Linked DNA regions of Mus musculus: all the other regions are linked to region 2. The links are chromatin contacts, called in public HiChIP or PLAC-seq and promoter capture Hi-C maps. All regions are on one chromosome and are shown on one strand. Each heading gives the region's core, a stretch centred on a gene start, on an enhancer-like site or on the middle of the called end of the contact. The rest is flanking DNA. Distances are from core to core; before and after follow the strand shown.

Region 1 (3,323 bases), core at 161-2,660, 1.1 Mb after region 2:
AGAAAAGTTCTGGTCTTAAGTGGATTAAAAAGAATTTAATACCAGCAACCTATTTATTCTAAATGTGGGCGCTTGTGTGCGTTTGGATTATTTTTTTGCTTACAAAAATGCTTTGTGCGCTTGGTAGAAAATATGGAAATGTGAAATGGAGCGAAAAATACTTACCCACCTTTTCCTACTCCAAAAGCAAACAAGAAAACAAGCCTCCCCTCCCATGGTGGAATGTTCTGAATGCTCTGACTCTGCACAAGCCAGGTCCCTGCTGCAAACACCACTGGCCTCGAATAGTCTGGCCTTCTCTGTGTCTTCCCCTTCCAGAAGACCCGGGTACTAAAGAAGTTCCCGGAGACCTCAGGTGGTCAGAAAAGTACCGGAGGCAGAGCAACACCCTGTACCCTCATGTAGTTTCCCATATAGGCACAGGAGAGACCACAGTTCCCTCCCCCACACCACCTCCAGGACCAGCTAAAGGTGTAAATGGCTTTCTGAAAAGTAACAGCCTTGTTTAGCCTGTGTTCCAGGGCAGGGCTGGTCCCAATCCTTATTTTACTGTGTAACTAGACACCTCCCTGTGAGTTGTAGACAAAGATTAGGGAAGCCAAGTACCCAAGAGACAGAAACCAGTGTGATAGTAAGAATAATATTTTTCAGGCCAATAGGTGGCCCTGAAACTACCTCCCACTACAGGCAAGGAGGCAAAGACCGCACTGGGGTAATCCGGAAATGCCAAACTGATGCCTGCGTTCACCCTCCCAGTGTGTGTGACAGTGACTAATTACCCTTGCATTTCTTATTTTCATTTCTGGGTCCCAGTGGAAGTCTGAGGCCGGTGCTGGGAGGGCAGAGGGAGGAGGAGGTACAGGAAAATGACAGTCGGGACAGGGGCCCTGCTGAGTCTGGCTTCCATTAGGCATTGCCCTGTGGAACAGTTGGAGCTTTTAAGTGAATGTTGCCAAGACAGAAAGTATGTCTTGAAAGCTGTTCTTGCTCACGGAACTAACATAGCTTAATGGTCGTCACCCAAGAAAGAAGGTCGGAATCAGAAGTCAGCATTGGGTTGTGGGTTTGGGTTTTTTGGGGGGTTGTTTTGTTTTGTTTTTGTTTTGTTTTGTTTGTTTTTTGTTTTTGTGGGTTTTTTTGTTTTGTTTTGTTTTTTTCTATTCTCTGTCTTTTGCAGGGCATTGGGAATTAGTCAGGCTGATTTTCACGTGCACAGAGCAAGTTTCATCTCATCCACTGTAGACCTAGGCTACTGTGTTTGGGTTTCCAGCATCACTGGGGACTCTCAGCTTGTGAAAACCTTTCCCCTTGGAACAAATCCTGGAAGCCCGACATTAATGAGCTCAGACCATCCCCTGGCCTTGAATGGGACGTTTTGTTCTACTTGCGAATACTTTGCTCAGGGATAAGAGCTTTCCCCAGCAGCTGGTCGCTTTCTTAATCAAACCTCAGCTCTCTATTCTGGCAGGCTTTCTGAGATGCACAGAGCTGGCCACAAAGTCCTTCTTAAAAGATGGTGGGTGGGAGGAAATAATCTCTCACCATTGCCTTTCGGTGCCCGGAGTTCTCCCATAAATATTTTTTTAAAGAGCTAACCATTAAAAGTTCATTTATAATCCTTCACGGACACCCTGTTTTTTAAGCTTCAAGAACAGGGACAGGGAGCAGAAACCGGAGAAGAATTTTAAAGTGAGAAATCTCACAGGGTGAAGGGTGCCAAGAGCGTCAGGAGACAGGCCAGGCATTCATTTGTTGGGAACCTCACCTGTGCCAAGTCATCTCATTTGACTCCAGAGTAACTCAAGACATTGTATTTGCCCATCTTAGGGATGAATGGCTCAGGGCTCACCAGTGTGGGAGTTTGTTTGGGGTTATACAGTCAGAACTTGAATTTGGGGTTTTCCACTCCCAGAATCCTCTGTCTAGAACAGGTAACTTCTGAGCATGCTCTTTGGACACAAGTGCTCACTAGCTTTGCAACCATGGATGAATTCCTCAGCTCTCCGGGCTGAGGCTCTTTGCTGTGGACACTGACTGCTGAGACTTAGGGACAGGCAGTGCACTGAGAATGAGCACACTAGGACCATCTTTCCATTGCTTCCACTTTTGTTATCATTCCTGCCACCATCTCTCCTTAGAATATGGACTGAAGGGCTCGGGTTTGGCTTCATATGCAAGCAGAGAGAACATAGATGAGGAGGTTGCAGGAGATGGGAGAGTGGCCTTTGGGGGACTGACAGTTCAGTCTAGCTTTGTAGCTATCCTTGCAAACTTTCCTTAATAGGATCATTACCTTAGAGAGTAGGAGAACCAGTCTGAGCTCTGCAGTCCCACCAGCCTTTAACCTAGCCCACGGTCCTCTTTCTCTCTTCCTGCCATCTTGGGCTCAGGCCGAAAACCTCCTGGACACCACAGCAGAAGCAGGTCCTTACCCCAGTCACCCTCTTCAGCAGGTCACGAACTCCTCTGACGACTGGACCATTTCTGGCATTCCAGCCAACCAGCACCGCCTCACCCTGACCAGGCTTGACCCTGGAAGCTTGTACGAAGTGGAGATGGCAGCCTACAACTGTGCTGGCGAGGGCCAGACAGCTATGGTCACCTTCCGAACAGGTAAGTCAAATATTTTTGCTTAGCTCAGAGTTCCAAAGGCCCGAGCAAGTTATAGTGAGGCCAGATGCAAAGTCCTGTTCACTTTGTTCACCTCTGTCCTTCTCCAGTGGCTGCCTCTGTGGACTTATGTGCCTGGACTAAAGCACTACCTTTCTTTATAAGATTGATGAACCTCTCTGGCATCCCCCCCCCCCCCCCCCCCCCCCCCGCTCAGCACAAGGATCAATAGCAGCACAATAGTAGAGAAAGCTGGGAATTACACCACACTTTCATTACCCTGAAATCTTAGTTGTATCACCTTGGTGCAGCCCTTGTCAGAGTCTTAGGCAAAACAGGAGTTTAGGAAGGGAGAGCTCATATGCTCTCTCACTTGTTCTCAATCCTTCTCACCCAGGACGGCGGCCCAAACCTGAGATCGTGGCCAGTAAGGAGCAGCAGATCCAGAGAGATGACCCTGGTGCCAGTCTCCAGAGCAGCAGCCAGCCTGACCATGGCCGCCTCTCCCGTAAGCCCAGCAACAGTGAGGGGCAGGCAGAGGGTAATAAGGACAAACTGTCACAGAGGACTCGTTGCTGCAGGTTAAATGAGGTTAGGGTTCTGAGGTCCAAGAGTCCCAGTGACATATTCTGCATCTCTTTAGTGAACCACAATGAAAATATGCCCTTTGGAGAAAATACTGGAATTACCGAGTCTGTGGATCCAGAGAACAT
Region 2 (3,766 bases), core at 934-3,433:
ACAATAAAGTCATTCACTGGATTGGATTTCTGTTTAAACTCTTTTTTTCCCAATTTGCTGGAAATTGAGAATATGAAGAAGTAAAATTGGTGAGTACTTCTTTGTATGCACCAGTCTTTTTATGCGCTGCATTCCATTTAGTTTCAGAACAAGGCCATCAGTTGATGCTATTGTCCTGTTATTTATTAAAAAGGAATCTGGGGACAGAATTTAGGCAACTTGTTTGAGGTTCTACAACCAAGAAGGGGGAAAAGCTGGGTTTCCTTTTGGGAAAATGCTTTTCTCTAAGACCTTGGGCTCTTCCTGTTAGGAAGAGATATTTTCTGTCCTCTGATCTACAGAGACATAGAAAGGAATGTGCCCACGGGGATAAAAGAAGAAAGATGGACAACAGGTGCCAGCATAGGAAGAGGGATGCTGGAATAACTGGGCAATTATTTAGGGATACAAAATAATATCTGAACCATGCATTGATGTATAAGACTAAATGTAAATTAATAAATCACACACTAAAACAATGAGTGTGTGAATTGGTAAGGAAGGACTACCAGGAATGAGCACAGGGAAAGAAACCTAAGGGATTTCCTGAAAGAATTGGATCATCTTTAAAATGTAATGAACACAGATAATAAAAATCAAACCACAGACTAGAAAACAATATTAATTTCTGCAATATTTATGAAAAGAAACCATTAAAAATACAAATAGCTTTTAACTTCAGAAACGTAATACACTAAACCTCAAAGAAAAATTAATTGAAGGCATACTGGCTCTTAGTAGAAAAGGAAATACAAGTGACTATCAGATATAGGAGCTAAAATAAAGACTGTGGGTATAAAGCTGTAACTCTAAGTGTGGTTAGCAGCTCATCTCATCTTCTTCTGCTTGTATTTCTATACACTTCACCTTCTCATAGTAAATATACTTTGGTGCTACACCACTTAACCCCACAGCAAAGTTCTGAAACACGAAAGTGCAGGTATGTCATCTATCACTGCTTCTTCATCTATACCATATCTTCATTTTGCTTTCTCTCTCCTCAGGAATGCTTCCAGTCATCAGTCTAGCACTGAGTACCTGCTGTGTGCCAGAAACAAAGGCAAGAACCAGGCATTCACAAAGCAGTGAGCAGAAATTAAGAAGCAATTGTGCTTTACAGGATGTCACAGGGAGCTATAAGGGCAGCCATTCATAATCTTACTAAGGCTACTAGAAGCAGGAGGAGGCTTGGGAGAGTCCAGGGCAAATACTGGCTCTCTGGAAAAGACGTGAATACTGCCAAGCCTCCTTTGGGTAAGTAGCATTTGTGTAAGACGTCATTTTTCTATGTTCCCCTTTATATGTTATATAAGACCAAGGCAGCAAGGAAGACCCCCTGCCAGACCTCTATAGATCACCTAACTTTATACCATAGAAATTCTCTTATTTTGTGTGATCATATTTTCTTTTACATGTGTTCTCTTTGATTGAATGAAAAATTTGCTCTGAAAATTGAGAAGAGTCCCCCATCACTGAGACCTTCTCTGTCAGGGACCATGGTGCCACCATCTACACTTGGAACCTCCGGGTAGGATTATAAATTTTTTTTCCATTTAAAATGAGGAGACCAAAGTCCAGGAAGATGAAGGCAAGTCTTCTCCCTAGTGACAAGACCTTTTCCTTAACCCGCCTATAAGTGTACTAACTGCCGTCTCAACATGGCAGGAAATGTGGTGTTTATTTTAAATTTATAAAGACTCCCCGAAAGGGTGGGCACATATAACTCATTCAGGAACATCCAGGGCCCAAGAAAGGATGCCTTTCCCCAGCCCCAGGACAGCTGTTTCATTTCTTAGATGGACAGGAGTCCTCCTTTAATAAGTTCTTTCTCTCATTTCACCTGTTCTTATGTTCTCATTGTCTCTGTGTGTGAAAACCTGTAAGGATAGTCACATGGTGTATGGCTCAGGAGGGACTGAATTCTTGTCACACCCCTTCCCTAGTCCATTCACCCTAAAAGCTGTCCTCTTTTTTTCTTTCACCTCTGGCTCAGGTCTCTGCTCGCAGGAGGGAGTGAGCTCACCTGGTTGTCCTCTGCAAACAGTTCCCCATGAGGCAGGCCCCTCAGCACCTTCCCTCTGGTAGTCTCCACTTCCTTCTCAGCCGGCTTGCACCTTGGTCTGGCACTGTGCTCTGTAACTGGCAGTTTCCGACTGACAGTAGCTTCAGAGCTGCTCTGGTCACCCGTGTAGAGTCAGAAAGAGGAGGTGCCTGCTGGATGGTGGAGGAAGAGGCTGAGGGGGAGATGAGAGGCACATTTGTGTGTCTTGAAAGACCAGGGCCTTGATGCACCAGACTATTAACCAAAGGAAAAAAAGGTTGGTTAGGGAGAGGGTTAGCCACTAGGGAGTCCCAGGCTTTTCCTAACGGAGGAACCATGGGAGATTTTCCATGGCAGACACCTGTATTTAGTAAGAAAGTCAAATGGGAGAGGATCATTGTTTAGAAGCAAACAAAACAAAAAAGTCTGAAATATCAAATACCCCCCCTCAAAAAAAAAAAAAAACTCCAAAAGGGAAAACAGAATCAAGCCACAGTCTAGCTGGGCATATATAAACTTTCAAAATGTACTCACGAGCACATATACTGGAGTAACTGTACAAACAAGGCAAGTTGAGAGGGACCATTGCTGAGTGAAGTGGCCACAGAGCCATAGAGAGGGGAATCATAGGGTAAAATGGTTTGATGTGGGAAATGGGAAAAATAGGAGCACTCTAATTACTGTGTGTGTGTGTGTGTGTGTGTGTGTGTGTGTGTGTGTGTGTGTGAAGGATGATAAATCCAGAAGGAAGAAGGTAAAATAACAGTAAGGATGGCTGAAAAAGTCATAAGGAGTCATACTACTAGCTCTCTACCTAAAAATACCTGTAGTTATGGAAGTCCGTGCATAAATATATTGGTTTAAATAAAAATTCCCCATCTTGTCTGACAATGCCTCCTCCAAAAGTCAAAATTCATCTAACCGAAACGGCAGCACCACCCTTTATAAATCATCTTTTGAGCTGTTGGTTAGGGCTATCAAAGACTCCCTAAACACAGAGCCTTATTGCTATTGCTCTTGGCTGCCCTCTAAAGGCAGAATTTGAGTCCATATTGCTGCAGATACCTTGCATTTCAGAGGCCCAGACTCCCAGGACCCAGAAATAACCTGAATATCTCCTGGACTGCTTGCCAGGAGCACCCCACTCCCTGCACAGACAGGTGGCAATGATATTAGGAAAGGATCTTGTTCTTTGTCTCCACCGTAGTGGCTGTGTGTCTGTGCCTTCTTTACTATGGTACTAAGGATGTGTAAACTGTATATAAGTTATACTGCTTAAATGAATCCTGGGACTGCAATCATCGTTTGAATGATGGTTGTTTCTTGTTTGGTTACTCATTTGTTCATCCCGTCAACAAGTGTGTGTTGAGAACCTACTGTGTGCCGAGGACCTTGGGCTCAACAGTGAGCAGAACAGAGGAGATATATTTCTTTATTTGACTTTCAGCAATACAGAAGTCATATCTAAGGCAAACAGCAGGATGGGGACTGTCTTAGTTATTGTTCTGTTGCTGTGAAAGACAATATGAACAAATCACCCCGTATGGAAGAAAGTAATTGTGGGCTTGCTTCCAGTTTCAGGGGATTCACTCTGGTGGAAAGCAGACAGGCGTGGCCTAGGAGCAGTCGCTGAGAACTTCACATCCTGATCTGCAGGCAGCAGAGAGAACAAGGACTTTGCCTTGT
Region 3 (3,892 bases), core at 148-2,647, 1.2 Mb after region 2:
CAATCTATTTCCAAGACGCGTTGCCAAATGGCCAGCTATGAAGACTTATGCTTTCACCCTTGTCCTCACCTCTTTAAGTACCAGGCTCACTGTCCCTGTCACTGCAGATACCCTCTGCTCCTACTCTGTTTCTCTAATCCATTTTATCTTTAAATTTTCTTTTCATGGGAGCTGGAGAGGAGAGATACCCCAGCAGTTAAGAGCACTGGCTGTTATTCCAGAGTACCAGGGTCAAGTTTCCAGCACTCCTGTGGCAGCTCAAAACCATCTTTACTCCAGTCCTAGAGCAGTCAATACTTTCTTATAGCCTCTGTGAGCACTGCACACATGTGGTACACGGATATACATTCAGACAAAGACTCGTACACATAAAACAAGAGTAAACAAAACCTTTAAATTTTCAGCTTTTCGTTACATTTATTTATATCTTCTTTGTGGGTAGGTGGGTACATGTGTGGAGGTCACAAGACAAATTTGTGGACATTCTTTCCTTCCGCCATGCAGGTGACAGGGATGGGACTCAGGTTGTCCGGCTTGGTGGCGAGTGCCTTAACCCATCGAGCCACCTTGCCAATCTTTTAATCTGTTTTCTGCCTTGCCCTTTGTATTCCTGAGAGAGCTACCAGAGCACCACTATGTTACAGCTTCGTCATCGAGTGACTGACTCTGTTGCCATCACAGAAGAATGCAATACAAACCCTCATCACGGTGCAAAAGCCCTTCGTGGTGAGGTTGCAGATCGCTGCTGCATCTCACACCCACTCTGTTCCTACTCCCCTTTGGCCCCTTTTCTCTGGTGTCTTACTAAGCAGGCAAGTAAGACTACTCATGACTAACGAATACCCTGTACACTCGCTCCCTACCGCCTTTGCCTATTACCAGCGTTCAGCTGCACTCCTGAGACACTTGGCCTGCATTTAAATCTTAACAAGAACCCTAGGAGGCAAACACAGCCATTCCCCCCCCCCCCCCAGATAAGGAAAATAGTGTAGAAGGGCCCACTGAGAAGGCTCACAGCTAAGGGTGGGCAGGGGTGGCTTTGTTGACCCAGGCACATTTCCAGCAGGCTTTCTTCTTCCCTCTGTGGTGACCTAACTTCTCTGGCTACCTGGTTGCTTCTTAACCTGCATCACCAGTTCCCTGCAGGCTGGAGCTGTGCATGTCTAACCCGCACTGGTTGCTTCTGATGTTTGCGTTGAATTACCACAGGAGGACCGGGGAAGTGTTCCAGAGAAATTGGACCATACTAGTTCCACCTAGAAGGTGGAGTTCACTGCTCTCTGAGTCGCTACCAGATTTAAGGGAGACTTATGGGGACAGCCCGGCCCAGGCTAAGAGCCCACTTACCGGAGGTGTTCGCTACAGCAGCTGGTTTCTAGTCACACCCGCCCAAGGACTCCGTTTACTGCGGTTGCCATAGCAACGTCCCTCCGCCTGCTGGTAGTGATGTTGGGGGAGGGGAACAGCAGGCTATTAGGCGCATGCGCAGCATCCCCCAAGGTTTTTGCCTAAACTGAGGTGTTGCCACAGAGTCGTCCGTGTGCCCTGGGGAAGAAGCTACTGCGACACCCCCCACCCTCAGGAAACAGAAGCCCAGCATTCCAACAATTTATGAACCAGATGACAGAGTATTTGGGTACTTGCCCAACTTTCCAAACCGGCCAAAGGGTCCTAAGGCAATTATTTGCCAATTAAAAACAAAACTTAAAATGGTGTGGTCTTGGCTGCAGAAGGCAGCTTCCAGATACATCAACATCGAAGACGAGTATTTTCTAAAGCTTACCTGTGTTTTTTAAAAAGTAAATAAGGGTTGTGTTGTGAATTCTTGCTGTAGGAGGTGGGCAGCAGCAAGAGGATTAATTTTGGGTTTTTGTTTTTAATCTGCAAGGTATGTATTGGACAAAGGACTTGTATATAAAATATATGACGAGCTCATTCCTGTTTTGTTTTGTTGTTTTTGTTTTTGTTTTTGTTTTTGTTTTTCAAGGCAGGGTTTCTCTGTGTAGCCCTTGCTGTCCTGGGACTCACTCTGTAGACCAGGCTGGCCTCGAACTCAGAAATTCGCCTGCCTCTGCCTCCCAAGTAATGGGATTAAAGGCGTGCACCACCATCGCCCGGCTCATGCCTTTAATAAAAAGGCAAATAACCCAACAAAAACTGAACAAAAAGTTTTGAAGCTACTTTATGAAAGAAGGCATACAAATACCAATGAACAGACCAAATAGGTAAGGCATCACTATCAGGGATGAAATACAAATTAAGATGCAACAACTCAGCCACCGAGAAAGAAAAAAAAGACTGACCAAATACTAGATAGGATTAGTAGTAACAAGAGAAGGTATGTGTGACTAGTGAGAGTATAAATGGGATGTCAGAAAACCACTTAATTTCTTGAAATTTAATCATGCATTCTTATGTAAGGCAGTAATTCATCTCTAGTTTTGCATCTAAGACAAATGAAATATTTAATCTCCTTCATAGTATGTTTATTTGTAACAGGTTAAAGTTGGAAACAAGTCCAGGCATTTGGTATCGGGACACTTAAGTACAAAATTATGGCACAGTCATACAATCAAATACTAATACAGAATACAAAGGTTTATCAATTGACACACATAACGTGGGTCAATCTCAAAATCATGTTGAATGTGAGAAGCCAAAATAAAGATACTGTTGTTAATCCTGAGATTTAACAGGAAAAAACCAATTGCACCATTTTAGGCCAAACTTGAAGCAAGCTTTATTAAATATTAAATACTGACCAAGAGATGGACTTTGGTCAGGACCACTCCCTGGAACTTCCCAGCTGAGTGGCTCTGAGACATCTATTGCAGGGGTTTATAGGACAACCCCATAGGCCACAGTACTGTGTCATGAGGTTTTTATTATATTCCAAGAACCACAACTCCCAGCATTCCAGGAAGTTACCTGGTCCTTGGGCAGGTGGGGCTTACAGGTTAATTTCGGGCATTACTGTATTTTCTGAATGACTCCATTTATATGAAATTCCAAAATAATCTTTGGGGACAGGAACCACATGTATAGTGTTTCCTGCTGGTGTACAGGTGGTAGGGCTGACAGAGATGGACATACAAGGTCAGAGGGATTGGTACTTTATATGCATCCTAAAATTGACTGGTAAATTAAGGTCTAAGCATTTCACTGTACATACATTGTATGGTAACTACAGCATTTAAAAGGTAGAGGTGGCCCACGTAATTTTACAAGCCAGATACAGTTTTCAAATAGACAATATTAATTTCAACACTAAGGCTGAGGAGGTATATGAATAACTATTAATTCACGAGGAAAAAGTATCAGGGTTCTGAACAGGGTGATTTTTATTTTATTTTATTTTATTGTTTGTTTGTTTGCTTGTTTGTTTCCAAGGCAGGGTTTCTCTGTGTAGCCCTTGCTGTCCTGGAACTCACTCTGTAGACCAGGCTGGCCTTGAACTCAGAAATCCACCTGCCTCTGCCTCCCAAGAGCTGGGATTAAAGGCATGCGCCACCATTGCCCGTTTTGGACATCTTTTGATAAGACATTTAACTTCGTGGCCTCTAGTTAAGAGCAAATATTATTCTCCGTTATCTTCCCCTTTGACCCAGAGATAATGCTCTGAGGTCAGACATTTCTTCCCTACCCCATTGAGCAAGAAATTTCCCCAGTTACCCAGGAGTCTCCAATTTATATCCAAAGTTTATAGAACATGAAGCCACGGAGCCAACTGCAATTCCACATGTAGCAGTTCACAAGGTCTGACCCTAGAGGGCGCACACCCCTCAGCCGTGTGCCTTCTTCAAGCTCATATCCCATCATGCTCAGCTGCCCAGGAAGCCTCGCTTGCATCCATGCAGGAACGTTTCCCATCAGTGACTCATTGACTCTCCTA

Evidence for each region. Promoter capture Hi-C pulls out the DNA fragments that hold promoters and counts their contacts. HiChIP or PLAC-seq counts read pairs in DNA pulled down with a chosen protein or histone mark.
Region 1: a contact with region 2 is called in a promoter capture Hi-C map of 3T3-L1-derived adipocytes, with 4 times the contacts expected there. The contact joins the enhancer-like site here to the promoter of Gcsam in region 2. A contact is called at or near these places in 4 of 39 promoter capture datasets (3T3-L1-derived adipocytes, hippocampal neurons, liver and 1 more), 6 of 484 Hi-C or Micro-C datasets (CD4 T cells, the G1E-ER4 cell line, brown adipocytes and 3 more) and 1 of 9 other capture datasets (liver).
Region 3: a contact with region 2 is called in an HNF4G HiChIP or PLAC-seq map of pancreatic cancer cells. The contact joins the promoter of Cfap44 here to the promoter of Gcsam in region 2. A contact is called at or near these places in 4 of 39 promoter capture datasets (3T3-L1-derived adipocytes, liver and pre-B cells) and 1 of 115 datasets of contacts at active chromatin or transcription factors (pancreatic cancer cells).

What each region holds. Positions count from the first base shown.
Region 1 is chr16:44,492,103-44,495,425 of GRCm38.p6, reverse strand. It overlaps Boc (biregional cell adhesion molecule-related/down-regulated by oncogenes (Cdon) binding protein), which reads left to right. Exons shown (of 19, transcript NM_172506.2): 9 at 2,454-2,613; 10 at 3,008-3,118. Among named protein-coding and RNA genes, the nearest start is that of Gm30064, 37 kb to the left of the region's middle. Within about 2 kb of position 1,410, at least 109 of the 459 cell types and tissues checked have an H3K27ac peak or open chromatin away from gene starts, as enhancers often do. A contact at or near this core is called in 3T3-L1-derived adipocytes, cerebral cortex and regulatory T cells, where this site is marked.
Region 2 is chr16:45,608,857-45,612,622 of GRCm38.p6, reverse strand. Gcsam (germinal center associated, signaling and motility) reads right to left here and starts at 2,183. Exons shown (of 5, transcript NM_008099.4): 1 at 2,063-2,183. The coding sequence starts at 2,091.
Region 3 is chr16:44,392,304-44,396,195 of GRCm38.p6, reverse strand. Cfap44 (cilia and flagella associated protein 44) reads right to left here and starts at 1,397. Exons shown (of 35, transcript NM_001033247.1): 1 at 1,348-1,397.